Linked DNA regions of Cyprinus carpio: region 1 is linked to region 2. The links are chromatin contacts, called in public Hi-C maps. All regions are on one chromosome and are shown on one strand. The core of a region is the stretch at or near the end of the contact, and the rest is flanking DNA. Distances in the headings are between cores, read along the strand shown. Region 1 has its middle 80 kb from the start of LOC109069915. Region 2 holds the start of LOC109069915 (transcription factor MafB-like).

Region 1 (7,191 bases), core at 720-3,219, 79 kb after region 2:
TATATATATATATATATATATATATATATATATGAGACTTATGTTGTATTAGACTTATGTTAATAAACACTCTGTTCATATAAACATACTATAATGTTGTTATAGTATTTGGTTGCTTCTTGTAAGTTAAATTTAACTTAATGTGTCTTCATCCCGGAAACGGGCAACATCAAATGGAACATGAATTGACATTGGCCTGAAACCAAACGCGGAGAGTGGGCTCCTCACTTCAGAAGTCCACCAAACACCACTCCCCTGAACATATAAAAATAATCCACTCTGAAATACTTTCTTTTACCGCTTTCCCCTTCCTCTCATGCCTAGCTGTCTCCAAACCCCAACCCCCCATTCCTCTCCGTCTACAGACCTCCTCCTGATTCTCTAATGATGACAGTGCTTCATTAGTAGCCCAACACAGAAGTCTCTCTCTCTCTCTTTGTCACACACACTCAACCTTCCCCTGCTTCTTTCCTGCTGTTTTTACAGGCCTGTGGCACCTCTTTATTTTACAGCAGCACACAGTAGTCTAACAGCTCAGATCAGGTCTCAAGAATCTGGATTCAATATAGAGGGTGAGGGCAAATCCTGTCTCGTTCAATGCCAGTAAATGGGACAACCATTTTCCAAAGAACACCAACTGGAAACTGCACATATATTAGATCTAAGAGGAGATCAACTCAAGTCATAGACATGACCAGGTGCAAAGTCATGCATTTTGCCAGTAGATGCAGAAAATGTGTAAAAATACAAGTATTTAGTAACTGGGCTTCTATTTCCATCACGTTGAACTCATTTTGTCACATAACTGGTGAACTGGTGAACACATAACTCCAGTGAACTGTTATAATGGCTAGCTCCACCCACAATAAACTGTCATTGGCTGAAAATCCACACACAGTAGCTGTGATTTAAACATAACAGTTAGCTCCACCCACAGTGAACTCTCATTGGTCGAAAATCCACATAGCTGTGATTAAACATAATATTTAGCTCCACACACAGTGAACTCTCATTGGATGAAAATCAACATAGCAGCGATTTTAACAGAACAGTTAGCTCCACCCACAGTGAACTCTCATTGGTCGAAAATCTACATAGCTATGCATTAAACATGATGGGTAGCTCCACCCACAGTGAACTTTCATTTGTCGAAAATCTACATTGCTATGATTAAACATAACAGTTAGCTCCACCCACAGTGAACTCTCATTGGTCAAAAATCTACATAGCTATGATTAAACATAACAGTTAGCTCCACCCACAGTGAACTCTCATTGGTTGAAAATCCAAAGAGCTGTGATTAAACATAACTGTTATCTCCATCCAGAGTAAACTCTCATTGGCTGAAAATCCATATACTGTAGCTGTGATTTTATCATAACAGTTAGCTCCACCCACAGTAAACTTTCACTGGGCGAAAATCCACATAGCTGTGATTAAACATAACAGTTAGGTCCACCCAAAGTGAACTCTCATTGGTCGAAAATCTACATAGCTATGCATTAAACATAATGGGTAGCTCCACCCACAGTGAACTCTCATTGGTCGAAAATCTGCATAGTTGTGCATTAAACACGAAATATGTTATGATTATAAGTGATTTTGTCACATCATCGGTATAACGATGCATTCACACAGGGCGTTGGCGACTTGACGTTAACGATTCTCATTCAGTTTGAATGGGTGATGTCATGCGTTCAAGCATTCACTACTTTCATTGTTTACTGTGTACACTTCCCAGTTTTCTGCTACCTAGCCGTCTCGTAAAGTTGCCCTTCCGTGATGTTATCCACAGCACTCTTCACATTGAGGTCAAAGCGCGTATGACCTGTGTGTTGAAAGATGCACTGAAGCCTTGACATGAGTCATCCGAAAGAGACTTTACAGCTCTGTGTGAGTGATACACCCTTCCAATTCGTGAATAAACCAAATATTATAGGATACAGTCCAGCCTTTAACTAAAATGAAGACCTATTTCATTGTAAGCAACTACTTGAGCAGCAGATCTTCATTGTTTATCAATGGAGCCAAAGAAGCAAAGTCCAGTGCCTGGAGTGTGTCTGTTGATAAGACCGCTGGATGACCTGTGGAAAGGTCACACAACACCAGCACAGAGTAAAACTCTCTCATTCACACTTGTAATTTTTTCGTATGCTCAGAATTGAAGAAAGACAGCTTTGTTCTTGTTGTTCCGTGTCTCTGGTCTGTTTGCTCTTTTCCAGGCGCTCATGGGGCATGTGAAGGGGGCTGATATATACGGGGCACCATCGAGGCTCGTCTGACCTGGCCTGCCGCTTGTGTTTTTTGTAGTCAGAGCGAGAGGGAACGAGGAGACGAGGAGACGAGGATCATGTCCTCGATTGGAGAAGTGCTATCTTGGACGGGGAAAGGAATTTTTTGTGGTTTATTCAGAGAGCGGCTCCATCTGTGTAAACTGGCGCTTGCCAGGATGTCGACTCCCTCGCTTTCTGCACAGACACACGCTTAACCCCTTCAATGCCTGCTGCTCACCATATCTGCTAGTCATGAACAATTACACAGTTAACAAGATAATCATCCTTAATACTGCAAAGAAAAAAATGTCATCTTGCAGAAGCAGAATCAACCCAAAACAAGACAAACCCTTTTGAAAAAGAAGTACACTACAGTATATCTATACTTATACAAAAAATAATGCACTTTAAAATAATACACTCAAGTGTGAACCGACTATAATGTATTCTGCAAGTTTTTGAAGTACACTACAAGTGCACAAGCAACTTGCTTATAATACCAGTTTACTGTGTTTACCATAGTTTCAGATAAAACATCACAATTAGCCATGACTGTCATAATTAATAGAAATTAAACAAAATGACAGAAATATTTTGAAGCTGGAAATTTTTGATCTCATATTACTCACATATTATCATTCTAATAGCAAGCAAAACTGTATCTGTGGTTACCTGGGTAATTTTCATAAATATTTTTGTAAGGTGCTGAGTAGTGCCAGGCTTTTTTCTTTTTTTTTTTTTGGTACCTATTTAGCATCTTTACCAGCAATGGCAAAATTAAAGCAGTTTAAAAGGGTTATGTAAGTATTTGCTGAACCATTTTCTGTCGTGCCTGCTGAAAACATGACTAAGCATGCAGTTAATCTCTCTGTGTGTGTGTGTGTGTGTGTGTGTGTGTGTGTGTGTGTGTGTGTGTGTGTGTGATTACCTCCATTACTGTGTCCTGAGAGTGAGTTTGTATATATTTATGCAACACTATATTCCTTAAACTGAAGTAAACTCAGTCATGCTGCCATGAACCGTCAGTGTGATTGGTGAAACTAGGCTAACCTCGAAATAAACACACATGTGCGAGCGCGCACACACACACACACACACACACACACACACACACACACACACACACACACACACACACACACACACACACACACACACACACACACACACACACACACACACAAGCTGGTCTGGACATGAACACTTCAACCTTAACTCCCTCTGGTGGAGATACATTCAACAGGAAACACAGCTGAACTTCTGGAAAAACTGTGATTTCATAACAGCTGAAGAGACACTATAGAGTAAGACTTTTTTAGTTGTTTTTTTTTTCATACTTCCAAACAAACAAACCCTGAAATTGACTGACTTTTTCACACATTTGGGTGGAATGTGTTTTAAACACTGACAGATGTCTTTGTATGTGAAAGCAACAGAAAAGGGTTGCACTTTTCAACCTAGGCTCACAAGAAAGTCACACACTGATATTAGATGACTCCAGACGTGACTATAAGACTATAAAATGTTTCACTATAATTATCTTTAAACAAAAGACTAAATATAACATCTTTTTGATGCATGAACAGTTAGAATTACAGATGGTGATTTATTGCATTGTATTTTTATTGTGTTCATTTAAAAACTCACTCATAAAAAAATGCAGTCTTTAAAATGGCAGAGCTACTATATATTTGCAGCCTTTGTACCTTTTTTATAAAGCCCCAAGACCATGTCAGAAAGTTTCTTAGGCTGAATACGACTTTTATTCATGTTATTCATGTTGTACTCTGTGTTAGTCTCATTAGTCTCTTTAAACTCTTTGTCTCTGGTCTTCCTCATCTTGTGTCTCTCTGCAGGATTCATTCTCTGAGTCACGGGGCTGTCCCTGGCACACTGACTGGAAGCCTCTAGTTTATGAGTGGAGCTGGCGCTCTGCCCGGCCCTCTGGCTGCTCTGCCTCTCGTCCCACAGTTAACCCCTTACTTCTCTGGGATCAGCTGTGCTCCACACTTAACCCTTTACTCACACTTTACGTCAGTCTGAGCCGGATCCTCAGTAAAAGTTTATTTTGAACCTTTACTAAATGATTAAAAGCCAGCATGAAATAACAAGTCACACTATTTTCCCGATGCATGTTAATTATCTTATGTTGATCGATTCATCGATGTGTTAAGTTTTAAACCAAAATATTATGGCATGATCATCAAACTTCTCCAGACATTTAGTCCTCTTAAACCCTGCTCCTACAAGCTTGTGTTCATCTCAGCATCCCATCAACAACCAATAGATAAAACAAAATCAGTTGCACTTTATTTTACAGTCCTGTTCCGTGCACATACTCTGAGTAATAACTAGGTACTAGCCCTATACCTACCCCTAACCTTACCTTAGCGCGTGTAGTTAACTTATACTATGCAGTACTTTCTTGGGGAAGTACACTATAAGTACACACACTGCAAAATAAAGTGTAACCACAAAATCTCCATCTGGCTTTTAATTTCTGATAGTATGTCACAGTCAGATCTTACTGAAGAAAAGATTGTGACTACTTCCATTTTATCACAACTTTAAAATTAGTTTACCCGAAAGTAAAAATTCAAATGATCATTTACTCACCCATTAAGAGACAGTTTTAAGAGACAGTTTTTTTGTGTGTGTGTGTGTGTGTGTGTGTGTGTGTTCTTTTGTTAATCCTTTAGATTATGGAACACATATTCACTATTAACTATTAACTAAGAGTTTAAAAGTTAGAAAAGTAGTTATTATGTTTAGGTATTGGTGTTTGAAAAAGGGATCTAAAATATGGTCATGTAGAATAAGGCATTAATATGTGCTAATAAGTACTAATAAACAGCCATATTGGCTAGTAATTTGCATGCTCATGAGCAACTAGTTAATAGTGAGAATGGGTCATTAAAATAAAATGTTACCATTCTTTTCTATTGTTACAATTCAAGCTTTTAAGCTTAAAAAAGGATGCGAAAGCACCAAGTAAAAGTATCCCATATGACTTGAGTGCTATATTTGAAGTCAAGTTTTAAAGTTGTGTGGAACAAACACAAATTAATCTAAATATATGGTTCCATTGATGGGTTTTGATTATGTTGCATGTTTTTTTTTTTTTTTTTTTTTTTTTTTTTACATAAAAAATTGAAATGCAATCCAATACATTTAAATGTACTTTGGAAACAAACAAACAAACAACAAAAAAAAAAAAAAAATTTGCAAGAAACTAGATGAAGGGTATTTAATCTAGCTGGTAAATTAAATCAAATTCAGCTACCAGTCATCTAATCTTATTTTTAGCAAGCTTCATGAAATGAGTACATCAGGAAGGGTCACAGCACCAGCGATGGCCGAACATCCACACCCGTAACTGGACTAGTCATATTTATAGACCACAGGATTAGTTTCACTTCTTTCTTCCTCTGAACTTAGAGTTTCATTTTTTCTTTTATTTTGCAACCGATACTTCGAATTTGGTCAGAAAACAAAAAATTAAAACATTCGAAATTAAGAATAACAAGCAATAATAATTTGCAAATACAATCTTCTTACACATCTTCTTTCCTCATATGGTGTCATATACAGTTTCCATGATGCTCATCAGGTCTGTGCATCATTCAGTATTGAACTGAGAATTAATTCTAATTGCCAGTTCACTTTTGAATCAATGTTTAAATAAAATTGACATCCTCATTCATTAAATGTTCATCTCTGCACAAATTGAAACTCAACAAAACATAATCCTTAACCAAACTTTATTTTATTTTATTTTATTTTATTTTACACAAACTTGTTTATTTATTTATTTATTTATTTATTTAATTAATTATATTAATTAATTAATATATTTATTATTATTATTATTTTTTTTTACGTGCGTGCTGAATCAGGCATATGTCTGGAAATGAAACACTGTCGCTGTCTCTGTCACCCTTCATCTCTCGTCCCACCATGTCATCAGATCATGCTGGTACAAATGATTTTTAATAAAACACAGAGTCATTCAAACACACACACACACACACACACACACACACACACACACACACACACACACACACACACACACTATAAACAAATCCACTCTTAACTCCACTCATCTTAAACACCATCCCATTGATTTATTTATCAGAGGTCCAAGTCCGGACAAGAACCAAAGATTCCCCCATAACTTTGACTATGACAGGTTTGTATGTGTTTCTGTTTACAGTTTTGCCATTCTGTCTCACTTACTATCCCACGACCAATTTGTACGTATTTTACAAGGTGGCTAATCTGTACGAATCTGTACGACCTCATGCGTACAATTTTGTATGATTTGTCTATACCCCAGTAGGTTTAGAGGTCGGGTTAGGGGTAGGTCATTTGTACAAATTTATACAAATCGGGCAACTTGTAAAATACATACAATTTATTAAAAAGTGAGTGAGGTCGTACAAATTTGTAAAAATTAGACACCTCATAAAATATGCATGACTTGCCATGAGATTGGGTTGCATATTCATGTATATATATAAGCAGGGAGCAGAGACATGGACAGACCACTTGACCTAGAACAGAACATGGCAGACTTGATGTGAGCAGACTCTGGAATGGCAGCCATGTTGTGACGAGGCTCTAGAATCACTTTTTTTTTATTACGTGATGAGACTCTGGAAGATCAGCGGAGATGTGACAAGACTCTGGAATGGCGGTCATGATGTGGGCAAGCAACATAGACTCTGGCGTGACATGAGCAGGCCCTGGATTGGCAGACATGACATGAGCAGGCATGTCTGTGTTAGCAACAGACATGACATGAGCAGGCATGAAGGTCAGGACGTGGCAATGCTCTGTTATGGTGGGTACTGTAGGACTGCAGGGTTCCTCATCCGTAATTCCTACAGTAAATGAGGAACCACTCAACCGGAGT
Region 2 (6,896 bases), core at 2,319-4,818:
TATTTATCTCTTTTATGTGGCACAGTATTAGAACAAAGTGTCCGATATTGTAATACACTGTCAAAAATAAACTGATGGAAGAAACAGCAATGCATGCAGTTTTCAAAAACAATCCTATTTCTCTTAAAATGCAATCACAAATAAGCCACTGATTTGTGGGTCAATAGTGAATCTGTCTCAAACAGTGGAAGTGTAATGTTCATTTTTTGAATAAAACAAATGTGATTTTTTTTTTTTTTTACGGAACCTGAAATGTATTTATTTATTTATTTATTTATTTATTTTATCAATAAATCAATTAATCAGTCAGTTAATCAATCAAATTGTTTGTTTGTTCTTTGCCCGTTTGTATTAAAAAAAAAAAAAAAAAAAAACGGTTGCCGGGCTTGATTTGTTCTCTACTCAGGTTTTGGTCCACTAGGGGCGTCATATTCTTGTAAATCTTTGGGCTTCAGGTTGTGAAGTTACTGACTTTGCGAAAGTGGATCGCTCTCTGATTTCATCCAGCGTCCCGACACATTTTAATATCAGATCAGCTGCACTCTGATTCGGCTCTCTTCTTTCTCTCGCTAGCATGTATCAGGGCAATGTAAGTCTCAATATGTGTCTACATCGTTATTACATAAACTGCTGTCCTAATTTTCGTTTATGTTTATGCATTGCTGTTTTTATCTTAAGAGACGCCTAATGATACTTAAAGACATTTTACACGCATTTATACGCTGATAATGTTTTATAGTGCAAACTCTTTCGCTTAGCTTCCCATTAATATTCAATTATGTATCAAAAGAGGACGCGTTTTCATTGTTTTTAGACGAGAATAAAATGCGTACATTTTTCTTTTCATTTTTCCTTTTAAATATGAAATTTCATCTCATAACTTTGACTGGCCGTAAATATGAATCTTCAAGAGAAGTTATTCTGTCACGTCTTGATATTAGTAACGCTAAATCGGTTCAAGGTTTTCTATATATATATATATATATATATATATATATATATATAGAGAGAGAGAGAGAGAGAGAGAGAGAGAGAGAGAAAACCGTGTCTGTTACATATTGATAACCACCTCTCCTAATAGATGATGTATTCTGTTTTCCACTGTACTCTTCTAGAAAGCAGAGCACAAGCCTTTTCGCAACCGCCCTTACCTGTGTGTGTCCCAAGAGGAGGATGCAGAGGAAACAAGAGAAGAGAGAATACTTTTTGTCTGTCTGTCTCACCCTCGTTCCCCCACACACGCACTGGTCTGATCAAATCGTTCAATATTAAACGTGCATTTCCCCCCGAAAGTATTCTGCAATGTTGTGAACTAAAAACAACAAAAACGCACCCGACTAGGCTTGTCTTCACACTTGCAAAAACGCAGCCATGAGTTACAATAAAAGTCATGAATATTTCATACTTATCTTAATGTCCACGTCTGACCGTCGTATGTCCTTATGCGCAGTAAAAAAAATAAAAAATAAAAAAAAAACCCTAGTAAGTTCCCGAGGCCTGGGACATTCACCGGCATGCGGTCCACAACGTCTCCCTTTGACAACTGCTCTATGAAACATCTCTGAGCTGATTTTATTTCTCTTATTCATTCCTAAAAATCGTAGGATGGGAATCTCATTAGGCCAAATAAGCGTGCATCAACACTTTTTCCGCTGTCCATAAGCAAGAGGATCACTTAATAGATCATTAACCACCAATATGCTGCTGACATGAGAGTTTTTCAGCATCTCTTCTCCATTAGAGAGAGAGAGAAAGCAGCAGCGGCGAGTCTGAGAGGATCAGAGCGCATGACTGTACGGGCCCGGTGCCGCGTGACGGGGCCCGGTACCGGCAGACTGAACAGGTCTCCTCGACTGATCTGTGATCTTTTGGAGTGACGCGTTGTGATGTCTGGCTTTTAGGGGGTTGTATTATTAAACATCGATAAAATAATTAACAGTTGGCATTGTAATTGACGTGGAGATGCGATGCAGTGACATTTTTTATTTTTATTTTTTTTTGTGACATGGGTGAGTAAAATTCGCAATAACCGACAGAGGGGAAAATAGTGATAGTGGATAAATATTTAAAATACAATTGTATACACAAATTATATTAAATGGGAAGGATTCGTGTGTATTGGTAAGTGACGCTTAAACAATATAAACATATATTTTGTGCATATTGTATTAGTGAATATTGCTGAATAAACTGACTGGACTGATCGTGCCCGTCATTTTTAGCAGTATGATCATTTCTGAGACTCGTTCTTAAAGTTGAATCTAATCATACCTGATCAAAGACGACAATGCATAATATTAAATGGCGAATCTTAAAATGCATTTTGCGTCAAGAGTCAAATAAAAATTGCGAAAAAGAAGGGAAGGAGAAAATGTAATTAAATGAAAGAAATGCAAATATGGAAGAAGTCTTTGAAAAAGGAATAAAAACAAAAGTTCCTTAGTAGCTTACTAATTAGTCACATTGGCATTGTACTTACAGAAATGGCCAATATTTAAGCAGTTTTAATAAATAATGTGTTTGTGTATATGACTTGTGCGTAACAAAAAATAATCACTAGTCTTAAACACAACGCTGTAATCATGCATGCTATGAAAGATTTGTGATCGAAACACTCGTTGATGTACAATGCGACAACTTTTCAGTGCACAGTTATGCAACATATTTATTTATTCTCATTATTCCTTATAGTTTATTTACAGATAAACTCATTTTACAGTCTTGACTAGCAGTAGCGCACGAGAGGAGCGCGCGGAAGCTGAGCGCCACATGAGGGCAGCGTTGGGTGAGTTTTCCTGAATCTAGCGTCACCCGCAGCGCAATTCCAGCCTTTCACATCAGCTTGTCGTGTTGAAAATACAAGAGTCGATAAATATCGCAATAACACATAGGCCTACACCTGATGGGTCCCGGGCGTCCTCATTAACATAGCTATTCTACAACGAGGACTTTGGTTATCTCCATGATGTTTTGCAATAGCCTATTTATTTTAATAAATAGTCTATGCTAAGTAATAATACATTTTTTGTTCTTGTAAATGACACAAACACGTACATGTTTGTTTAATTGAGTAATTCTGACAAAAGGCTATACTATTATCAGGATTTATCGACAATTGTATTGAAGTAGGCTATTGCGCAAACGTTGGTTGATGCAACAACCTGCTGCTGCATGTCACAGACTGTATGGTCTATACTTTAAAACACTTTCACAAAGCATCTCAAGGTTTGCTTTCATTTTAAACGCACAATGAAACTAATTTAGAGCCTATATGTAGTTTTAAATTCAAATAAAGGGAAAATATCTGGATGCAGTAAATGGAGTAAAAGGACCTAACGTTTTGAAAATATGCCCAGTTACAGTATGTTGTACTTTGTATGTAGTACAGAACGGCTTCTCGTTAGGCGCGCACATTTCCAATCAGTCAATACACGAAATACCACTCTCCCTTTCTTCATCCCGTCAGCCGACAACACACAAACAACGATCATTATGCTAATTCTCCAGATCTGACTGGTCGCCAGTCTCCTCTGACGTCACGCGCGCGTAGACTATAACAGTACAGAGGGCTCTGGCGTCCTGCTACAGTCTGAATACTCAGGAGTGAGTGTGAGCTGAACTCTCTGCGGCGCAGAGCTGGAAAAACACAGCACCCATCCACCTCAACGCTGCTTCACTGGCTTAAGGACATATTTTGGAGTATCCGGGATCGGGACGGGAGCCCTTGTCCGGTACTCATTTTCGTCTTTTATTTATGTTTTGAATTCAAGCGCGGCGACGGGACAGAGACTTGACTTTCTCCAGTCCTGTCCAAAGACTGCAGCTGTCGAGCTCTGCGCGTCCATACGAGGCAAATGTCTTTCGCAGTGCATTAGTCCATAAAGTTTAATTTTTTATTTATTTATTTTGCTTTCTCCCGTTTGAACATTTCGAGCGACTCTGCATGCTCCAGCGCTCGAGCGCGTCGCGTTCGGAGACCCATCCAGAAAATTGCATGCGCAAAGAGGGGGAAGAAAAGCAAAAGTCGGGTTTCGCGACGCTGGTAAATACTTTCCTGAAGAACAGGGACACGATGAGCGCCGATCTCACCATGGGGCACGAGCTGCCCACCAGCCCGCTGGCGTTGGAATATGTCAATGACTTTGATTTGATGAAATTCGAGGTGAAGAAAGAGGCCATGGCGGGACTCGACCGCTCCAACATACGGCAGTGCAATCGCCTCCAGCCGCAGGGCTCCGTGTCCTCCACTCCTATCAGCACCCCCTGCAGCTCCGTGCCGTCCTCCCCGAGCTTCAGCCCCACGGAGCAGAAGAACCATCTGGAGGAGCTGTACTGGATGCCCAGCGGCGCGTATCCGCAGCAGATCGACCCGCAGACGTTAAGCCTGACGCCCGAAGACGCGGTGGAGGCTCTGATAGGTGCCACGGCGCACGGCCATCCTCCGCCCCCTCATGTGCAGCAGCAGTTGCAAGCAGGAGGCTTCGAGGGATACAGAGGAGCGCACCATCACCACCACGGCCATGCGCAACAGCAACAGCAGCACCACCACCAACACCAACAATACGGTGCGATGCCCCATCACCCCGATGACATGCCAGGTCACCACCATCACCACCACCACCACAGTCAGGACCCCGACAGCCCCTCTCCTATCTCGCCTGGGTCCCACCAGCAGCTCCACCACCGGCACCACCACCACCACCACCCCGGCCAGCAGGGTCACCACGGCGCGGGGGGCGGCCTGAGCGTGGAGGACCGCTTCTCCGACGACCAGCTGGTGTCCATGTCCGTGCGCGAGCTGAACCGACACCTGCGGGGCTTCACCAAGGACGAGGTGATCCGCCTGAAGCAGAAACGCCGAACCCTGAAGAACCGGGGTTACGCGCAGTCGTGCCGCTACAAGCGCGTGCAGCAGAAGCACGTGCTGGAGAACGAGAAGACGCAGCTTATCAACCAGGTAGAGCAGCTCAAGCAAGAAATCAACCGGCTGGCCCGAGAGAGAGACGCCTACAAACTCAAGTGTGAGAAACTGAGCGGAGCGAACGGGTTCCGCGAGGCAGGATCCACGAGCGACAACCCGTCCTCTCCAGAGTTCTTCATGTGAGTGTGTGAGTGTGTGTTTCCTATGCCTGAGAGACTTTGCGCTCATTCAGATAACAGCAGTACTCATATTAGAAGAATAATCCACAAGAAATAATAATCTCATATGTAATCATCGACACCGATCTTGGCAACTAAAATGCGAAGAACATGTTAGAATGTTTTCTGGGAAATGTAGTTTAGTTGCTTGTAGTAGGACTTTTACCCCTTTCGTAGAGATCTCACAGCAAAAAGAAAAGCGAAGAACTGGCTTTTGTACTTAGGATAACTTCAGATAAAACCTTCTTTCCATCGTCTGGTTTGTTCTCGGTGGTTCAGGAAAAAAGAAAAAAAAATTGTTTGTGCTAAGCGGGAAGAGAAACTTTGGACTTTTTTCCACTTGGCTAGAAAAGTTGAGAGCACCACAATATGCAAACCTCCCCTACTCCTCCTGTATAACGCGACAGGGGGAACTTTATGCAACATCTCATTGGTTTATTGCCTGCTTGGTTATATATAAATATATATATATATATAAAAAAAGGAAAAAAAAAAAACGACAAAAAACAAACACATAAATCTGCATTAAGATATTAATCCTGCATGCTGGACATGTATGGTAATAATTTCTATTTTATACACTCTCTTCTTTCTTTCTTTCTTTCTTTCTTTCTTTCTTTCTTTCTTTCTGTTCATTATGTATCATAAAGAGCATGTTTTTTGATCTCTAGCTCTTTTTTGGGGATATGAGACTGGCTCTCCGGTCGCTCATTGTATGGGTTCATTTGGACTTGTAAATATATGCAACAGCAAACCTACAAACCGACGTCGAAGAGCTGATTGTTTTCCAAACTTTTCTGATTAGCTTCATGTTTTGGGAATGGATTTCCAGTAACGGGCATTTTGCAGTTGCATTTAAAGCAAGCAAACTTTGTAAAAGAAGCGCACTTTTGGGGGGAATGATTTTGGTATTGGCAGTTTTCATTTCGATTTTTTGATTGTTTCTTTGTTTTAGCAGAAACCGCCTTTGAGAAAGACATCCCGCACACGCACATTTAGTCATAGGTGAATTTAAAGCACGCCTTTCATTTGAACTGGTGCTCATAGTCTCACGCCTAGTTGTAGCAAGACACAAGTGTGTGTGTGTTTTCTTTTTTCCTTCATGCAGGCTGTTGCATAATCTATTGCTTTTCTATAACATAAGCAATACTTATAGGTCGTATCTTTTTTGATGGGTAGGACTTCAACGAACGGTCACACTTTCATCGAATTTTTTTTTTTTTTTTTTTTTTTTAGCTATATGAGCTGCCAGTTTTATAAACCAACATTTCAAACTGTAGTTATTATAATCCAGCTCGAGGGTGTAGGCTTCCTAAATCAGGGGTTTGTGTATTATTGCCTAACATGTAAACTACGCATGTATTTCAATGGAGAGTTTCAATGATCAATGTTAAATGTTTTCCTTTGTTATTTTTTTTTTCTGCCGGTCAGTAAAAAATAAGGGATTCAGGTTCTGCATAATCTCAAAATTAAAAAAATAAATAAATAAATATATGTCTCATGTTATTGTTCTGTTTTTTATTTGTTTTATTATTATGTCGAGATTCTGGTTCTGCTGGCCAGATTCATAGTTTTTATTTTAATGATTAAATTAACAAACTGTCAGATCATATTGAATAAGCATGGTGCTTGCATCTAAGAAATATTGTTAAAAAGTCATGCATTTAACAATCTTTTTGGTTTATTACTGATTCAACTGTGTTGAAATCAAATGTAAACTGCAGCAGCGGGTTGTTGTTTTGTTTGTTAATTTCATG

Evidence for each region. A called contact is a pair of places that touch in the nucleus more often than the background predicts.
Region 1: a contact with region 2 is called in a Hi-C map of liver, with 7 times the contacts expected there. The contact joins the enhancer-like site here to the promoter of LOC109069915 in region 2. A contact is called at or near these places in 2 of 8 Hi-C or Micro-C datasets (liver and skeletal muscle).

Annotation. Positions count from the first base shown.
Region 1 is chrB23:3,805,027-3,812,217 of ASM1834038v1, forward strand. No RefSeq gene overlaps it. Among protein-coding and RNA genes, the nearest start is that of LOC109069915, 80 kb to the left of the region's middle. Within about 2 kb of position 1,970, at least 1 of the 8 cell types and tissues checked has an H3K27ac peak or open chromatin away from gene starts, as enhancers often do. A contact at or near this core is called in liver, where this site is marked.
Region 2 is chrB23:3,724,797-3,731,692 of ASM1834038v1, forward strand. It overlaps LOC109069915 (transcription factor MafB-like), which reads left to right and starts at 3,569. Exons shown (of 1, transcript XM_019086514.2): 1 at 3,569-6,896. The coding sequence starts at 3,944. The coding sequence ends at 5,104.